Linked DNA regions of Mus musculus: region 1 is linked to region 2. A link is a contact called in public Hi-C data. All regions are on one chromosome and are shown on one strand. Each heading gives the region's core, a stretch centred on a gene start, on an enhancer-like site or on the middle of the called end of the contact. The rest is flanking DNA. Distances are from core to core; before and after follow the strand shown.

The links. A called contact is a pair of places that touch in the nucleus more often than the background predicts.
Region 1: a contact with region 2 is called in a Hi-C map of adipose-derived mesenchymal stem cells, with 3 times the contacts expected there. The contact joins the enhancer-like site here to the promoter of 9130024F11Rik in region 2. A contact is called at or near these places in 5 of 39 promoter capture datasets (the 3T3-L1 cell line, the C10 cell line, embryonic stem cells and 1 more), 2 of 15 datasets of contacts at CTCF or cohesin (the NIH/3T3 cell line and large pre-B cells), 2 of 484 Hi-C or Micro-C datasets (adipose-derived mesenchymal stem cells and embryonic stem cells), 4 of 115 datasets of contacts at active chromatin or transcription factors (embryonic stem cells and kidney) and 3 of 9 other capture datasets (adipose tissue, liver and pancreatic islet).

Annotation. Positions count from the first base shown.
Region 1 is chr1:56,679,542-56,683,813 of GRCm38.p6, forward strand. No RefSeq gene overlaps it. Among named protein-coding and RNA genes, the nearest start is that of Hsfy2, 44 kb to the left of the region's middle. Within about 2 kb of position 1,645, at least 21 of the 459 cell types and tissues checked have an H3K27ac peak or open chromatin away from gene starts, as enhancers often do. A contact at or near this core is called in the NIH/3T3 cell line and adipose-derived mesenchymal stem cells, where this site is marked.
Region 2 is chr1:56,969,737-56,973,734 of GRCm38.p6, forward strand. 9130024F11Rik (RIKEN cDNA 9130024F11 gene) reads left to right here and starts at 1,733. Exons shown (of 2, transcript NR_024326.1): 1 at 1,733-2,035. Satb2 (special AT-rich sequence binding protein 2) reads right to left here and starts at 1,598. Exons shown (of 11, transcript NM_139146.2): 1 at 1,376-1,598; 2 at 1-144. The coding sequence starts at 85.

The DNA.
Region 1 (4,272 bases), core at 395-2,894, 290 kb before region 2:
CAGTTGCTCAGATTTGCTACTGTAGACAGGTTAAGAATTTGTCACTAGATATACTCCAAAGTTCTTACACCACCAAAGAGGTGGGAGGTAGCATAAATAAAGAAGGCAATCCTCCATACCGTCAACACTGACTTGGAAAATAAAACAGACTCATAGACTTAGCTGAATGATAGATGGTCTACTCCTAAATGAACAATTGTTCCCTAAAACAACATTATTTTTTCCAACTAAGTGTCTTAAAGCCATGCTCAATAATAAGAGGGTTAGAAGTTATAGAGTTGTAAAATCTAAATCTGGATTTAAAAATATTTAAGCCATGCTCATAGAATGTTAGGGACATTTGAGATAAATATGGAAAATCAACTTTCAACTTGAAGATTAAATACAAATTTTAAAAATGTTAAAGTGACTATTTCCCTTGCCCAGCCGATTTCAGCAATGACCTCCCTGGACACTGGCTATTTACAACATCTCTAAAAACACTGAACAGAATCTCACACGTGGGCACTGGATGCAAAGGTGAAAATATGCCAAAAACTTCATCTCCTGCTACTCAAATTAGTTGGTGAAGGTGCAGAGAAGAACTGGAAATTTAAGTTTAGGAAGAAATCTTGAAATTTTTGAGTTTTCAAATTATTTAGATGTAGATGTTCCAATCCTGATACAGTGTTTTCTCAGTCCTAGGCTTTAACCACATGATTCTGAACTGAACTGCAGAAATGCATTCATAATTATATATAACTTATGTATAATTTATATACATTTACATGTATATAATAATGCATTCCTATCATTGTTATTAATATTATCCTATTAATCTAACGTTTGTGTGCCTGTGGAAGTCAAAAGACAGTTTATGTAAAGCCATCCTCTCCTTCCACCATGGGAGTTTGAGTGATCTAACTCAGGTTGTCAGCCTTGGTGGCAGGTTCCTTTACCTGCCGAACCACCTTACCAATACAGGAACGATCATTTATAGCAATCATTCTGATAATGCTGTTGCATGTGGTTCTTGGACCATGCTTGATGAAAAACAAGTTGAGAAATACTCACTGAACAAGTATGAAGAGCCTTCATAGCTGTTATGAATTGCTGCCACAGCACCAGAGAAACTCAGAGAATAGATTGAAAGGGGACTTCTTGACCGAAATTGGTTATTGAAAATGTTCCTACCTAAGCAACTGTGTAGCAGTGAACTCTGATAAACTGTTAAGATAAATAAAAATAGAAAGCAAAGTTTGCTCTTAAGGAGTTTGACATCTAATCTGGTCACTTTCTTTCTTTCTTTTTTCTTTCTTTTTTAGGAAAAAAAAATTTATTAAATGAATAAATCCCATTTTCAGTTGATTTCTAAGTGGGAGTTTACCATCAACATTTTAAAGGAAGAATGTAGCTTGGTAGATATACAAACTATTTTGTATTGAAAATGTTTTTTTTTTTCTTTTTATTTATAGACATAACAAATATTACCCAATTCTTTTTCTTTGCCTTTTTTTTATTATTTACATCCCAAACACTGTCTCCCCTCCTAGTCCCCCGCCACTCACAGAGTCCCTTCTCCCATCCCCCATCCCCTTCTCCTCTGAGAGGATGCCACCCCCAATATCCCCCACCCTGGCACACCAAGTCTCTGCCAGATTAGTCATATCCTCTCCCACTGAGGCCAGACCAGGAAGCCATGGGAATTGAGCTGCCTATTTGCTACATATGTTCAGGAAGGGGCCTTGTTACAGTCCATGTATGTTCTTTGGTTGGTGACTCGGTCTCTGAGATCTCCCAGGGCTCCAGGTGAGTTGTCTCTGTTGGTCTTCCTCTGGGGTCCCCATCCCTTTCAGGGCTTTCAATCTTTCCCCCAACTCTTCCATAAGATTACCTAACCTTCATCCAGTGTTTGGCTGTGGGTATCTGCATCTGTCTGAGTCAGCGGCTGGGTGGAACCACTCAGAGGATAGTTATGCTAGGCTTCTGTCTGTAAGCATAACAGAGTATTATTAATAATGTCAGGCACTGGTACTTGCCTGTGGGATGAGTTGGGGTGGTTATTGGTTGTTGGCCTTTCCTTCCATCTCTGCTCCATCCCTGCATTTCTTGTAGATAGGACAAATTTTGGGTTGAAAGTTTTGTGGGTGGGTTGGTGTCCTTATCCCTACATTGGTGTCCTGCCTGGCTACAGGAAGTGGACTCTTCAGGTTTCATGTCTCCACTCTTAGGCATCCCAGCTAAGGTCACCGGCATCGACTCCAGTGAGCCTCTCCTATATCAGGTCTCTGGGACTTCCTAGAGATTCTCCCCACCCGGCCCTCCCCTCTCCCAGCTAGTTCCCTCTCTCACTCTGCCTCCTATGAGTACTTTGTTTCCCCTTCTAAGTGTGATTCAATATCGTCGCTTGGGCCTTCCTTCTTGTTTAATTTCTTTGGGTCTGTGGGGTGTATCATGAGTATTCTGTGCTTTATGGCTATATATACTCCACTTATCATACCTTGTATGCCCTTTGGGGTCTGGGTTACTTCACTAAGGATGATATTTTCTAGTTCCATCCATTTACCTGCAAATTTCATGATGTACTTGTTTTTAATAGCTGAATAGTATTCTATTGTGTAAATAAACCACGTTTTGTGTATCCATTCTTTAGTTAAGGGACATTTAGGTTGTTTCCACTATCTGGCTATTATGAATAAAACTGCTATGAACAGAGTGGAGCATGTCTTTGGGGTTGATAGAGCTTTTTTTGTTTGTTTTTGTTTTTGTTTTTGTTTTTGTTTTTGTTTTGTATATGTCTAGGAGTGGTATAACCAGGTCTTGATGTAGAACTGTTTTCAACTTTCTGTGAAACCTTCGGATTGAACAGAGTGGAGCATGTCTTTGGGGTTGATAGAGCTTTTTTTGTTTGTTTTTGTTTTTGTTTTTGTTTTTGTTTTTGTTTTGTATATGTCTAGGAGTGGTATAACCAGGTCTTGATGTAGAACTGTTTTCAACTTTCTGTGAAACCTTCGGATTGCTCTCTAGAGTGGTTTTAAAGTTTGCACTCCCACCAGCAATGGAGGAGTGTTCCCCTTTCTCCATATCCTCACTAGCATGTGTTGTCCCTTGAGTTTTTGATCTGAGCCATTCAGATTGATGTAAGGTGTAATCTCAGGGTCATTTTGATTTGCATTTCCCAGATCAAATAACTAAGGATGTTGAGCATTTCTTTAAGTGCTTCTTGGCCATTCGAGATTCCTCTGTAGAGAATTCTCTGATTAGCTCTATACCCATTTTTTTAAAAAAAATTGGGGTATTTGGTTTGTTGGAGTCTAACTTCTTAAGTTCTTTACATATTTTGGATATAGCCCTCTGTCAGATATAGGGTTAGTGAAGATCTTTTCCCAATCTGTAGACTGCCATTTTGTCTTCTGATGGTGTACTTTGCCTTACAGAAGCTTTGCAGTTTCATAAGGTCCCATTTATCAATTGCTGATCTTAGAACCTGAGCCATTGGTGTTCTGTTCAGGAAATTGTCTTCTGTACCAATGTGTCCAAGGCTATTTCCTGCTTTCTCTTCTATTAGATTTAGTGAATCCAGTGTTCTGTTGAGGTCTTTGAGTCACTTGAACTTGAGTTTTGGCAGGGTGATAAATATGGTTCTATTTGCATTCTTCTACATGCAGACATCCAGTTAGACCAGCATCATTTGTTGAAGATGCTTTCTTTTTTCCATTGTATGGTTTTGTAAGCTGGACATTGATCCTCAGACCAGCACCATGAAGATGGCATGGGAACTTAGAAATGCCCTGTTCCAGTCTTACTAAGTCTCAAAGGCTTAGTCTGAAATCTGAACACCCTAATAACGCTCAGTATGTGATTCTGATTGAACAAAATTTGAGATCTGCCATACAGAGAGATGAGAACACCCAGTGTTAAGGGATCTAAACACAGAAAATATGTGATGTGGCAAAAGGAGAGTTTTCTAAAACCATGGCTCCCTAGCCCAAAAGCTGTTCAAGTCTGAGCGAATACCTGGGCTACAAACCCCAGTTTCTCTAGAAGAAAGGTTGTAGCACCTTCATTTATTGTGCTAGAAAAAATGGTGTGGATCTACAGAGAGAAGGTATTTTAAAATACCTTGCAATCGAGAAGCCCCAAAGTAAGTGTAAGTTATTAGTCAGGTGAGAACCCCAAAACTTGGGACTCATGGGTTGGAATCTATTTATTACACAAATATTAATGGCATGCTTATCATATGACAGTTATGGTCTTCTATAATAGGAACATCTAAATGCCCTGTAGCCTTTT
Region 2 (3,998 bases), core at 483-2,982:
CCGGGGGAGGCCCCTTGACGTCGGGGCTGCCGCTTCTTCGGTCGGGGCTGTCCCGAAGACACGGGCTCTCGCTCCGCCGCTCCATGCTGCTCCGATTTGGAGACAAAGTTCCCACCGGCAGGTCGCAATAAAACGCGCAGGGACCTAGGGAGGGGGCGGAGGGGAGGAAAGGGGGAGGGAAAAAAAAAAGAGGGAAAACCGCTCACACACGTGATAGACGATCAGGCCAGTGGCAGAGCACTGCACCGCAGCCACACAAACTTCCTCCCACGCTGCAGAAGGGTACCGAAGGGTCCCGGGAAAGCAAGTCCCAACCAAACAAACACTGGAGGTCCCAAAGCTGCCCAGAACTTGAGGTACTAAGACCTGCTCTGTCTCAGGTCCCAAGAGTTAGCCCTCAGTTGTGTGGACAGAGTCGGACCTCGAAGCCTTTAAGCAGTACCCCATTCATTGCGGGCAGCGCTGGCATTATCCTCTCTTTGATAAAGAGCCACCACCACCATAAGCCCCACTTGGGGTGTCAGGGTTTTGAAAGGAGCGTACTTATGGGCGAGAGGTCCCACCAGGCCAGGGAGGGAGCAAGGACTTACACGGGTCCTTAAGCAAATTAATTGCTTGATAAATGCGCTGTGGATGGCCAAGCTGGATCAATGGATCCATGGAATCCCCACCTTTTACCTTTATGGACCAAGTACACTTGTGTACACAAACACACACCTTTGCACACAAAAAAATTAACTATAATTTCACGTGAGCGAGCATCCCAAAACACTCTGAGATTTGGAAAGGCTACCCTCCATCCCAGGATCACAATTATTATTTGGGAGCATTCTTATCTTCATCGTATCCTGGATGTGGTTGTTGTTTTTTAAGCCATTAAGCGTACAACATAAGAGAAAGAAATCTTGATTCTTAGGTACAGGAGCAGGCTTCATTAATCCTAATTTCTAAATCTGGAAAGTTTTTCTCGAGGTCCCTAGGCGAGCAGTGCTCCATACTCTTCAATTTTGGAGGAGTGACCCGGAAGAAGGGAAAACACCTGATGAAACGGCGCCCACATTGTCACTGAAACCCATGAAAGGAACCCCTAATACACCAGGGGCTCTGAGAATCCTCTAAGAGCGCTTTGGACGCGGGAGAAGCCTAGTCGCCACGAGTCCAGACGAGGTGGTGGTGGGGGACAGAGAGGAGTTAAGAAGAATGCGAAAGATGTAGGGAGTGCTCGGAGGGGTTGCCAGTGAAGGCTCCACCGCACTTCCCGGCTTCGCCTAAGCGCGCGTGAGAGCCAGAGCCCCAGAACAGCCGGGGAACTTAGCGCGCCCAGGGCTTCCCGAACTACAGGCGCCGCGTGGGAGCCCTCGCCCAGCGTACTTACTGCTCACGGTCTGTCTGAAACTTGGCTGGCTGGGGCTCTGTCCATGGAGCAAAAGTAGAGAATCCAGGGTGGAAAGTTTTTGGTGAATTGTAGTGTTGTCCTAGTCTTCCTTTCTCTTTCCTCCTTCCCCTTTCCTTTTCCTCTTCCCCGGTCCTAGCGTTTAAGGTCCTGGGTCAGGGTGTCTTCTTCTGGTTCGGAGATGGTTGTTATGATGATGGGGGCGGGGGGCAGTGAGGGAGGAGGAGGAGAGGGAAAGGAGGACTCCTCCAAAGGGGCACCAGAGCGAGCGGGGGAGGGGACGGCGGAGGAGGGGGGGGGGAGAGGGGGCTGAAAGAGCCTTTCACACCTTCGGGTAGAAGACCGGTTCTGGAGAGAAAGGGCTGAGGACTGGGAGGCTGCGGCGGCTGCTGGCTCCTACAGCCGCTAGCTCCAGAGGAGGCGCGGCCAGAGTCGCGGGGACGTTGCCACCAAGAGCGGGGAAGGTGCGGAGACCCCGGACCGCGCGCAAGAGAAAACGCGGCGGCCGCACAAGCTGTCACCTCCAACCTCTCCCCTCGCGGCTGCCTCTGCCAGAAGCCAGAGCCGGACTCACTGACAAGCCGCAGAGAGAAAGACACTGAGAGGGAGATGATTATTAGTTGCGTTGAGTCATCAGGCAAAGTGAGTCCTTTTGGGTTGTCCTCGGTTTCCGATTTCTCCCCCTCCCCCTTTCGGTCCCCAGATCTAGCGCCTTCAAAATAATAATTTGGGGTGGGGGTAGGGGATGTCTCTGGGTTATTTCGGGATGGGAATGGGGGGGACGGATCTAAACCCAAGCCAGACTGGTCCACCGCAATGAAGGAGGGGAGTGGGGGGCGGGGAGGAGGGCTGGGGAGGTTGCGGGGGGAGGGGGGCCCCGCCTGGCAGGAAATTAAACATCAATCAATCAATCGCTGTGAGCACGGCGACCCAAGGAGCCGGGCTGCGGAGGAGGCACAGGGATAGGCGAGGGGGTGGGAGTCAGGGAAAAAGGAGGAAGGGGGGAGTCGGAGGTGGGAGCGGGGTGGCAAGGACCTCATGCACCGGGCGACGAAGGACGGATGGCTGAGGACTGAGTGTGGCGCGAGGCGGTGGCCACGGCCGACGAATGGGTGCGTCTAAGCGCTGACGAACGCCAGGGCCCAGGGTCTGGTCCTCCTCCTTGTAGCAAGTCCAGGGCGCAGCCGCCTCGCCCAGCCCCTAGGCGCACTCGTCCCGGCGCGCAGGCTGCGGCGACTAGGCGGGCGCTCCGTGTCGCGGCTCGCCGCAGAGGCGCAGGCTGGCGCTCGGGAGGCGGCAGAGGCTGCCTCGTCTCCGGGCTCTGTTAATTGCGCCGCCGAGTACTTTCGACTTTGGAGATAGGAGGGCGATCGCCTCCCCCACCCACCGCCTCCGCCCACCACCCACCGCCTCCGCCCCTCGGAGCAACTTTTCTCGGTGCGAGCGAGCTCCCCATCTGCTCGGAGCCGACCGGCCCGGCCCGAAGCGCTCCCGGCCGCGTTTGGGGAAGGCCACTTCTCCCTCAAATCCCGTGCGGCCGCGGGTCCGGAACAATAGCCCGGGTGTCCCGAACGCCTGGAGCGAGACTCCGCCCGTCCGGCTGGCTGTGGGTCCGGCACTGGAGAAAGGGTTGCTCCGTGGGCACAAGGCAGGCTGCATCCCTGCCACTCTCGCCACGCGGGCTACGTTGCGAGCGGCGCAGCCCGAGCTGCCCGGAGGCCAGAACACTGTGCCGGCCGGGGCGCTGAAGCTGCGCGCCCCTCGGGTTGCAGCACTGGGGCTCCCGAAGACCCTCAGCGGCTGAGGACCGAGTTCGGCGCGAGCAGAGCTGAGCCGTGGGGACCTAGCCTCTCCGCCCCGAGCGAGGCCGCGCCGATGAGTCCCTAGCTGGTCCTTCTAAGGCTTAGGAGCCACAAACTTTTGCGGACTCCCGCGGCCCTAGCCTTTCGGCTCGCGCAGCTTTACTTGTTTAAGGTGGCGCGGTGACTGCCCGCCAAAACCCCGCTGCCGGCCGCGCTTTTGTCTTGGCCATTCGGCATGGGCGCGGACCTCCTTAAAAAAAAAAAAAAAATAGCACGTGGGCAGGGGCCGCGGCCCCGGCGAGGTGCCTGCCGCGTCCGGCTTCTGTCAGCCCCTGGAACCTCAAAGGAGAAAATATGAACCAGTCCTCTCCGGCCTTCCGGCCAGAGATGCCCCTTGAGCCGGCGGCATCTCTTGTCCCTTCTGTGCACCGGGGCTTTCCCTCCAGTTCCCCAGGACCCCAAGGACTCGGCTTCCACCGGTTGCCTGAGCCACTAGTCCCCCTTAAGAAGTATTGACTGTACGGCGGCGCCAGAGGGCCAAACTAAATTCGGTTTCGGGAAACGCGCTCGAGGCAATTCTCTAAATCCTGGCCTTGAGCTGGGCCAGTGGAGATTGAATCTGAGAGTAGCGCTGGAGACTGGGCTGCTGTCCACTTGCTTGGTAGCCTACCCCCTTGACCCCACAACGCCCCAAGAGTCGCAAACCCACGGCCAGGGAAGCCTAAGGGCTTCTAAAAGAAAGAGGGTCCCCGAAACGAAACCTGTCCCTGGCCTAAATCTCGGTGCCCAGACCTCGGTGAGTC